2 separate regions of the Gossypium hirsutum genome follow, and region 1 is linked to region 2. Evidence: chromatin contacts called from public Hi-C data. All regions are on one chromosome and are shown on one strand. Each heading gives the region's core, a stretch centred on a gene start, on an enhancer-like site or on the middle of the called end of the contact. The rest is flanking DNA. Distances are from core to core; before and after follow the strand shown.

What was found. Hi-C and Micro-C count contacts between places; a contact is called where the count stands out from the background.
Region 1: a contact with region 2 is called in a Hi-C map of seedling, with 4 times the contacts expected there. The contact joins the promoter of LOC107948424 here to the promoter of LOC107948387 in region 2. A contact is called at or near these places in 8 of 34 Hi-C or Micro-C datasets (callus, fibers, leaf and 2 more).

Annotation. Positions count from the first base shown.
Region 1 is chrA04:51,775,230-51,780,225 of Gossypium_hirsutum_v2.1, reverse strand. It overlaps LOC107948424 (heterogeneous nuclear ribonucleoprotein Q), which reads left to right and starts at 2,723. Exons shown (of 9, transcript XM_016882964.2): 1 at 2,723-2,926; 2 at 3,561-4,311; 3 at 4,386-4,502; 4 at 4,718-4,858; 5 at 4,974-4,996. The coding sequence starts at 3,937.
Region 2 is chrA04:51,093,600-51,098,815 of Gossypium_hirsutum_v2.1, reverse strand. It overlaps LOC107948387, which reads left to right and starts at 2,547. Exons shown (of 1, transcript XM_016882920.2): 1 at 2,547-3,528. The coding sequence starts at 2,674. The coding sequence ends at 3,318.

The sequences.
Region 1 (4,996 bases), core at 1,474-3,973, 680 kb before region 2:
TAAGGGGAAAAATAATCATTTCCTTTAATTTACTTAACTTTCGTTTATTTTAGGAAATCCCGACATGCTGATACCTTTTATATTTATTTATAAACAAATAAAAGATAATAAATATAAGAGCAAAAATAAAAATATATCCAAAGTATTTTTATGAGGCAATAAAACTTTTTTTTTGCTTTTAATTTAAAGGAAAAAGTTGACACAAAAAATAAAGAACAATAGTAGGGAAGAAAGGAAAAATATTATTGAAATATAAACTATAGATTAATTTAATATTCTATAAATTATTACTTTAAATTGCACTATAAATTGTTATTTATTTATATAAAAGGAAAAACTAAAATTTCAAAAATATTTATTACAGATAAATAATATTATAATTAATTATAAATTTAAAAATATTTTAATTATAATATAAATATTATCTATTTGATTTGTAGTTATTTATGAAAAGAATAATAAAAAATATTATGAAAAACAAACAAATAATGCTGCAAAATGATACACAGATCACCGACGGACATGTATAATAATCCTTAAATATTGCTGACAAATACAACTGTTTGCTATTTATAAACTTAGAACTCCAATGTGGAATAAATCTCAAATATATATATATAAGATTTAAATTTTGATTTAATTTAATATATAAATTAGTATATAAATTTTTTTATTTTGTTTTAAATGTATATATAAAAATTAAATTTTAATTCAATTATATACATTTAAAAATAAAATTTCAATTATACACATTAAAAAAATAAATTTATTTTAGTAATGGATAAATGTAATTATATGAATATGCAATATATAAATAAAGAATGATGTTATATCACTAACTGTATTAATAATTTGTGATAATTAGATCAAATAAGAAATTAATGTATAAATTTACACAAAATCAAAATTCATGCAATAAATTGCATATTAGACTATGATTCATTTATAGTTTTGAAATTTATCTGTATTAAAATTAAAACATATGAGGGCTTCTTTTAGAAGTGTTGATAGATTAAGTGGAATAGATCGGATTTATGCGAAGTATCAATATCATATATAATTATTTAAATTTGGTCCGATTCAAAATTTGAACTTTAAATTTTGTTCAAGTACTTCAATAACTAACTTAAACTCATTTAGGCTTATCTATATTATTTTATTTTTAAAATATAATTATTTTTAATTTAATATTTATTAATTATATTTACCTTACTGTATTTTTCGTATTATTAAAATTTAAATATTAAAACATTTTTTAACATTAACATATTATATTGATTTTTCATAAAATATAAATTATATATATAAAATAAATGAAAAATAATAATATATATAAAAACACGAATATTAAAAAATTAAAGAATACTTCTTTTCATTCATTATATTATTAAATTTACATTAAAAAAAAAATTCTATTCTACATTTTCATATAATAGAGTTTTTTTATGATTTAAACAATACAATGAAGTTGGAGCTAGATTCAACGTACTAACAATAAGTAATTATTAATAATAGATAAAATCATTTGAATAATTCTTTTTTGTATTTATTCATTTAAGAAGAATAAGTAATATTTATAAATTAATAATATATATATATTAATTTTAGGGAAGAAGAGAAAATACATTAGTCCTCAGCTCTGAAAATAATTTCCTCCGATCCTAGATTTCCCCTCAATTGCACCATTTAAAAGAATTCACCAATCCATCAAGCATTCCTCCTCTGCTTGTGTTGCAGTTCAATCTTTAGTTTTTGCATTAGATTACACCATCCCCACCCCTCTCTTCTTGGGTTTTATCAGTGAATCTACAATATTATAAAATCATACATCTTACTTCAATCCTACCATTGCAAAACTAATATAAATATAGTAATTATATTATAAATGTACCAAAAAAATAGAAATTATATTTTGACGTTAAAATTAATACTTAATGCTTAATTTCATCATTTTAAATCATTATTATATATACAAAATAAATTAAACTATAATATCAATTCTACTACCTTTATTAAAACTTAAAATTTTCATATATTAATATTTTATTATCATATTAAAACTAATTTTGAAAAAAGAAAATATTTGATGTAAGTTTTTAGACTCCACGAGTAAAGTTAGAAAGTTGACAAAGTCTTATACAGTATAATAAAATATTAAAAAATATTAAAAAAAAGAGAAGATTGACAAATGTCTTATAGTGGTATAATAAAGTATTAAAAAAGAGACATACAATAATTTTTTAAAATTACTTGTAAAATAAAAAAAATATATTATGTACTAAATATTAACATTTATTTTCTTCGCTACAAATAATAATATTATTTAATACATTAATAATATAATTAATTTATTTAGAGAGATAAAAAATGAAGATAGAAAAATTGAAAGTACGGGATTTATAACATTGCAATTTTCTAAATAAAGATATAGTTTTTTAATATTGTATAATTAATTAAATTATGGTTTAGGTAATGGAAAGTTCTTTTAAATTATTATTTAACATTCTGTTTTAATTATTAGTTTTTTTAATAATAAATACTTACATTAATTATATGAAATGAAAATATATTATGAACTTAAAAATTATATATAAATTTGAACTTCAAAATATTAATTATTAAATTTATATTTTAAACCAAAATTTTTAGTTTTAATTTAATTTTTAAATTTAATATTTTTTTTCCAAAATCGTTTAAATTTCTCAATTATCTTAAGCTGGCCGTTAGTAGCCCCTCCTCAATCCCCATATATAAAACATAATAATAAACAAAACACCATTCATTCTATTGCTATCTGTAGGGTACAACACCGATTCTGAAGCCCCTGCGAAATTAAAAGCTCCTCTTTTAATCTCACAAATTAGGGTTTTCCGTAACAAAATCCCTTATTAGGGTTTTCCTCTCATTCTTCAATATTTCGAGCTCGGTAAGCACTCTTTTCTTCTTCTTTTCCCCCCGAAATTTTTGTATACATAATCACCAATATCTTCTTTGCTTTTAGTGCTGAATGTTTAATATATATATATTTCCTAATCAATCGACGTTTCAGGATATATTGAATTCGAAATGCTTGTATGCTTTTCTTTTTCCTGTTTATTAAATTGTTGAAGTTATTGCTAAACGCTAAGATATAAATATAGTGAAATTTGAAAAAAAAAAGAAAAAGAAAATTGTATTTTCTATCTTTGATGTTTGGAGTTTCATAAATTGTTAGCGAATTAGCGAGGTAAGTTCAAAAATAAAAGAAGTAAGGAAAACTGAGCCCTTTATATCTTTTTCATATATATAATATACACATAATATGGATCGAAAATTTGAAAGACGGGCTGCTAGCAAATTGTTAAATTAATTATTAAACCTTTTTCTCCATTTGCTTTGGCCATTGCTGCGTTATAATAAGAAATATTTCTTTGCAAATCTGTTTTTCTCTTTTGCTGGAATCTCTTATTGTATTCCTTCTATTTCTATATTTTATGCCTTTAGGTTCAATTTCTCATTACTTATTTTCTGCCTTTTTGTTTTTCTTCCCTTTTTCCCCTTTTGGTGAATGAATTTCCCAGATATATAAGTAATCGATGAAACTGGCCGTTTTCTTGGGCAATTGTCTGTATCTTTTATCTAGTTTCAAGAATACTTTGTTGACATCAGAATCCTCTTGATTATCACTCACAACTCTCTTTGCCTGTGTCTATTGCTTTTTTTTCTTTGTTTTTACTATTCTGGAACTCTCTTTTCTGAGAACCACTCTAGCTGCGACTCCTTTGAAGCCATATATCCTCATGGAAAAAATTCAGTCAAAAGTCTTATTTTGCAACTCCATTGGCCTCTCATTTTTTTCCTACTTTCCACATTTGTACTCTTTTCTTTTGTCAATGCTTCTGGCTTCTGTGCTTCCTTCACAGTTGTCTTGCAAGCTTGCTTTATTAGATACATAAAATGTCAAGGACAAGGGAAGAGAATGAAGAGCAGGTAGACCTTGAAGGGGACAATGAGCAAGAGGAGACTATAGGGGAAGAGGTTGAATATGAAGAAATAGAGGAAGAGGAGGAAGTGGAAGTTGAGGAAGAGGTTGAAGAAGAGGTGGAAGATGAGGATGAGAATGAGAATGCTGAGCTTGTTGATGTTCAAAAAGGCTCTGATGGTGATGAGGAGTTGAATGATTCTGAGACAGAGGAAGAAAAGAAAAAGAAACATGCAGAACTTCTTGCACTTCCTCCTCATGGATCAGAGGTCTACATTGGTGGCATTCCTCATGACACTTCTAAAGAGGACTTGAAGAGATTTTGTGAATCTATAGGAGAAGTCATAGAGGTACATTGCTAATATCAATGCGCTGCCTGTATGCTTATTTTGACTGACTAGATGCGTAAATATAATGACTGCAGGTTAGGATAATGAAGGGGAAGGATTTAGGTGAGGGCAATGGTTATGCTTTTGTGACGTTCAGATCCAAAGAGTTAGCATCCAAAGCTATTGAAAGACTGAATTATTCTGAATTCAAGGTGAGGAAGAATGCACAGCTTTTTGTGTTAACAGATTCTAGCAGGGCTTAACATAATAATATATGCTGTTATTTATTTGTGTTAGTATTCCTCTCCCTTTTTGCTTCCTATGAATATATACATTGATGAATTGTGGCATCATTTCTTTTTCACTTATATTTTCTCCTTTGTAACATATATCTGTTTTCTTGTTTTCTCCTTTTTGTCTTCTTCAGGGGAAGAAGATAAAATGTTCAACTTCTCAAGCAAAGAATAAGTTGTTCATTGGTAATGTTCCCAGAAACTGGGGGGAGGAAGTTATGAGGAGGGTTGTAAATGATGTTGGGCCTGGAGTCGGTTGTATTGAATTGTTGAAGGTTTGTGCATATATTGTCTGTCGTATCCCAGTTTATGAGACTGATTCAGTTTAATATTCCATTACTTATGTGCCAGCCTGTATTAGTTTTTGATGGCATGTGCTTGACGTGGCAGGATCCAATGAACCCCGGCCGAAA
Region 2 (5,216 bases), core at 1,298-3,797:
CCCAAGACGAGCACTGACCTCCACAATGTATTTATGATCTAAATTTGATCGTAAGATGACTATTTGATGCTCTAAGACTGATATATGGATGATATATGCAATATTTAAACATGTTAGACTAATGATGAACAACTTGTGATCTATACGTATATCTGTTATGTTTGAACCTAAGTTAGTAGGATCCTTCAGAACATAATATGCTATTGTCTATGTGTGCGAATTATCAGGTACAATATGTATTCTGTTAAGTTTGTTGGTACGCTTCTGCATTGCTCTGTTGATGAAGAATAAGTGATATCTAAACATGCTAGACTGATTGTTACTGATTCTAATTTATAACCATGCATGTAACTTCATGGAAAAGCTGATATGGTCCGTTGAGGTTTGATAAGTCTGTTTTACAAAACATGGACTCCCATATTTACTGATTCTATTATTGAGAGATAGCATGACTTACATGTTCATTACTATGATTCTGCATAAGCATGCCATGACACATTGCATGGGACTTGGGTTGAAATAAAAGGAGGAAGTTTCTGGCAATTTAATGATCTGCATTTTCTGGTGGTTTATCCACACTTCTGTTCTGGAAATTTGACTGCACTATGTGGCTTGACCACATATATTTAATTCACAATTTAACTACATATTGATCAGCCATTGTTACCGGCAACTCAAGGTAGCGGGTCATTGTTGCTGAAAAACCTGAGATAACTTTATTGGTGTGTTTGGATGGATGAGTTTGGGGGAGAACTCTATTCTTGTGTGTAGCAGAGTTTGGGAAGATTGTTTCTGATAAATCTGCATTCTGGTCTGTTGAAAAATACTGCATCTGCATAAACATACATGCTTCGTTCTGCTCTGTTCTGCTCTGCTCTGTTTCGTTCTGTTCAGTTCAGTATTGTTCTACTCTGTTCCATCCTGTTCTGTTTTGCTCTATTCAATTCTGTTCTGTTTGAATTGCGTTGTTCTGCTCTGTTCTGTTTTCCCTTGTTCTGCTGTACTACTTCAGTTGGAACCTTTGTGATACTCTAGATCTGTTTGGTACTGGTTATACAACTGTTATCAAATTTTTGTGTTACTATGATTTATATATCACATTCTGTTTATTTGTATTTGAGTTTGGTTACACGCGGTGCTTGGTGACTCACCCTTTTGTCTTACTTTTATTTGTCAGGAAGGCATCTGATTTAAAATCGAACGGCTTGCGGGAGCTCGTACTGTTTTGCACTAAGATAACTACAATTTAATCCTTTGGATTTGTAATCTGTTTTGAACTTGTCTTATTTTTCTTTTTATAATCTCGTTAGTATCTGTCAAGTCTAAAACAAAACTATAAAATCATCTAAACCAACTAAAATGAATTTTTGATTTTCAAAGTTAAAACTATGAAAAGAAGTACATTTTTACTACGTTGGTGTAACTCTGTCCAAATTCAACTTAAACTTCTAGGTTGGGTTTGGAGTATTACAAATTTTCTAAAACAAAATTATTTTTTTCTAATTTTATTTTTAATATGCATATTTAATCATATATATATATATATAGAATATTGTTTTCACTCTCCTGTCAAAAGAAAATTTCAATATAATTGTAGCTAAAACCTACAAAAACATCCCACGACAGTTAAATATGCCAATGTTGTTGGCTCAGCTCTCAGTTTGCTCCCTCAGCCTCCGTCACAGCATTAGCAACGTCCAAAGTATAAGCAAAACAACTGATAAAAAATAAGCTTTGTATATGGTACGAGAAACAAAAAAAAAAATCAATTAAAATGATAATTTTAAAAAATATCAATTAAAATATTAGTTTATTAATAATAAAATTTATTGTAAATATTAAATACATGAAATTATTTTTTATTTAACAAGGGCAATTTTGTAAAGTATCATTACATTCACTTAAAAATATTTAATGAACCAAATGTGATAATGTAACTTTTCTAGAATTTTAATCAATACATTTCGTTGTAATAATGTAACTTCCCTTTAGAAAAAAAAATAACTTTTCCCAAATTTTAATCAATACATTTCAGTATATACTAAATGTTGTACAGTAAGACAATTACATTTTAAAAAATTGCATTTCATTAGAATTATAATAGAACAACACGAAATACTATCTTATATTTATCTTGAGACTATTAGAATTTGTAAATAAGAAATGTTTTTAATAAAATATTTTAATTGTGTTATGCTACAAGAAATAAGATATTTTTAAATAAATACTTTTTCCAAACATGAAGAGCCAAATTGCAACTTGTTTACCTATCTCTACATATATATATTGCTTTGTTTTCTCCTACCTCATAGTTGTTGCCAAAAAAGACCCAATCCATAACCACATTTCAAACACTTCCAACCCACTCAAATTTAATTTTGCAAAGAACAAAAACCAAAATAACCTACTTCAATTCATTCAAATCCAGCCTATAACTCTGAGTCTGCTCCATTAACTCAAAATAATTTTTTTGTCAACTCTCGAAATGAAATGATTTACTAAGATAAAGTAATTTAATAGTATTTTTGTATGGTTTTAAGTTCGAAAGAAAAAATAATGTTAAAAGAGTTTACTCCTCTTTAAAAGAGTTTAACTTCAACTTTATATTTAATCGGGATTCAATATGATTTGAATACCAAAAGTCAAGCCCCCAGTCGTCTTCTTAATCCATCAATGGGGTCCAAAGAAAGGGCAGGCATTAATGTAATATTTGAATGTTATAAGGGCATTGCCATAATCACTTTGTTTAAATACCAACAAATTAACACTTCAAACATCCTCGATTCAGTAACTCAACCTTTCATGATAAAAGTCTGTTTTCTATTGCAAGCAACTGCAAAACAAAACAAAGCCATGGGGAATTGCTTAGCTCAACAACAGAAGCTAATCAGAGTTATGAAAACTGATGGAAAAATCCTTGAATATCAACCACCCATCAAAGTTGAACAAGTTTTATCAGACTTCCTTGCTCATGCTATCTCTGATACATTCTCTGGCTTCCACCATTTTCAGCCTGATGCTAACATGCTCCCCGGCCACCTATATTACCTTGTACCTCTTCCATCAACAGCAATCAATAAGTGCAAGGAAAAGAAGGTACGGTTTTTGAATCCAGAAGTGAATGATGATGATAAAGGAAGCCCTGGTGTCGTAAGAATTAAGTTGATAATCACTAAGCAAGAATTGCAGGAGCTGATTCAAAAACAAGGAGTTACAGTTCAGGATATGGTGTCTCAGATACACAAATCGGATGCTATTGGTAACAGCGGAGGGTGGAAGTGGAAGCCTGTTTTGGAAAGTATAGATGAAGTAAACTAGTAAAGCATATCACTCTTTTAGCTAGAATTATCTTAAATTCAAGTATATACATATACACGCATATATGAAATATACTGCAACAATGTCACTACACAATACATGATGCTCCTTTACGAGAATCAGCTGACAGAAAGATGAGTACTCTTGAACCGAATCCATGCCCTTTGTGAACATCCATGACTTTGTCGTGTTTGACATCACTTAAATGGCTTCTACCACTCAGTTAAACGAAGCAACAAAGAATATCGATCACTTCTGCTTAAACTAAAACAAAATGCACAGGTCTTTATTACCAGGTCTCAGACACAAAGAGCTAATTACTAGTCGGTAAAAACCCCGATCAAACAGAAAATATTCAAAATCTCAGCACCCTTTTATGTCAAAATAAGAATCAAGGTTCATCAATGGAGTTCATATTTCACCACATTGTAGGTAACTTAAATTAATATGTTCCACAAAAAGAAGTGATTACTAGATCAAGTCTCACCTGCCAAGTCATTAAAAGAACATTTCTAATAGCCATCTCACCATAAAAGGAAGTTTGAAAAGGAAAAATGGAATGCTGGCAACTAATGCATCCTTTAGAGCCTAACCTACCTAAAACAAGTCTAGTTATATTTTCTGCGGTGGTAATTATCAGGGTTATGGTGGTGCGTCTACTGCTCCACCCATGATAGCATTTGTGCTTATTGCTCATAATTAGTAGGCAATGCTTTCATAGACTGTTAGGGCAAGTCAACTTGACCCGGTAAAAGAATTCATTATCTGGTGCAGGAAAAGCTTAGGGGAGTTCGCTTTGGTATGTCTAGAAGCCATGAATCATGATACTCTGGCATTGGCCACATTTCCAACACTAATCAAGCTCTCAATTTGCTTCTTCTAAGAGCACTGGTTTCTGAAAATAAACCTAAACTATATCATGAAAACATCAATAGCTAATAAATCATAATAAAATTTAAAATTTAAAAACAGAAAGGTTCCGAAAATGAAGGTAAAATAGAATTTGATAAGATGTGTTCCATGTCATTACCACACTCTGGAAGTTGAATATATTCACAAAATCATTTCAAATCATCATAAATTTTTGCAACAAAAAATAAAACGTTTTATGAATGAAAGACTAAATGCTTCTAACCATGGTCAAACGGATGTACAGAGACATCAACACAGATAAATTAATACATACACACCGTTGTGATAATAAGTAAACACAACCCTATTTTTCATTTAAACATCCAGAGCATGTCAAGCAAAGAGAAAAAAGAGCCCCAAAACAAGCTAGGAATAACAGATGCGGTACTCCATGAACATGCTTGATGATCAGCCGTCTTAAGTGCCTCATTCATTGGAAAAGGCATGGCACCAAGTTTGCCATACATGGCATTTTTTAACTTGCTGAGCCACAACTATTTGCATAGCGTCACCTTAGATTTAGCTGATAGCTCTTTCCTCATTCAGGGTATATTCAGAATTTTTGTAGGATTCAAAGTACTGATTATAGACACTTCTGTTTCACTTTATCATGTAGGTGTAATATATGTAATTTAGACTCTTCATTTTCCCTAAATTATCCGTGTTTGACATCTATATCAGAAATATATTTGAACACAACATTGGAGAATAATCCTCCAAATATGTGGAAAAAGTTTGGAAAAGAATTGAGCATATTAATGTCAAATACAGACCTATATCTTACCCATCTAAAAGTTCAATATTAAAAACCCAAAGATAGTCTTCTTCCACTAAAGAGGGTGGTCAGATTTTGAAACATCCCCACTATTAGGCCTGCAGGGAAAGGTACAGTTAAGATACAGACTTGGTCTCCAGCCTAAAATGATTTTTATATGAATAAAATATATTTTTACACTACCACGATTGGTTTTCATAGGCTTGGTTTA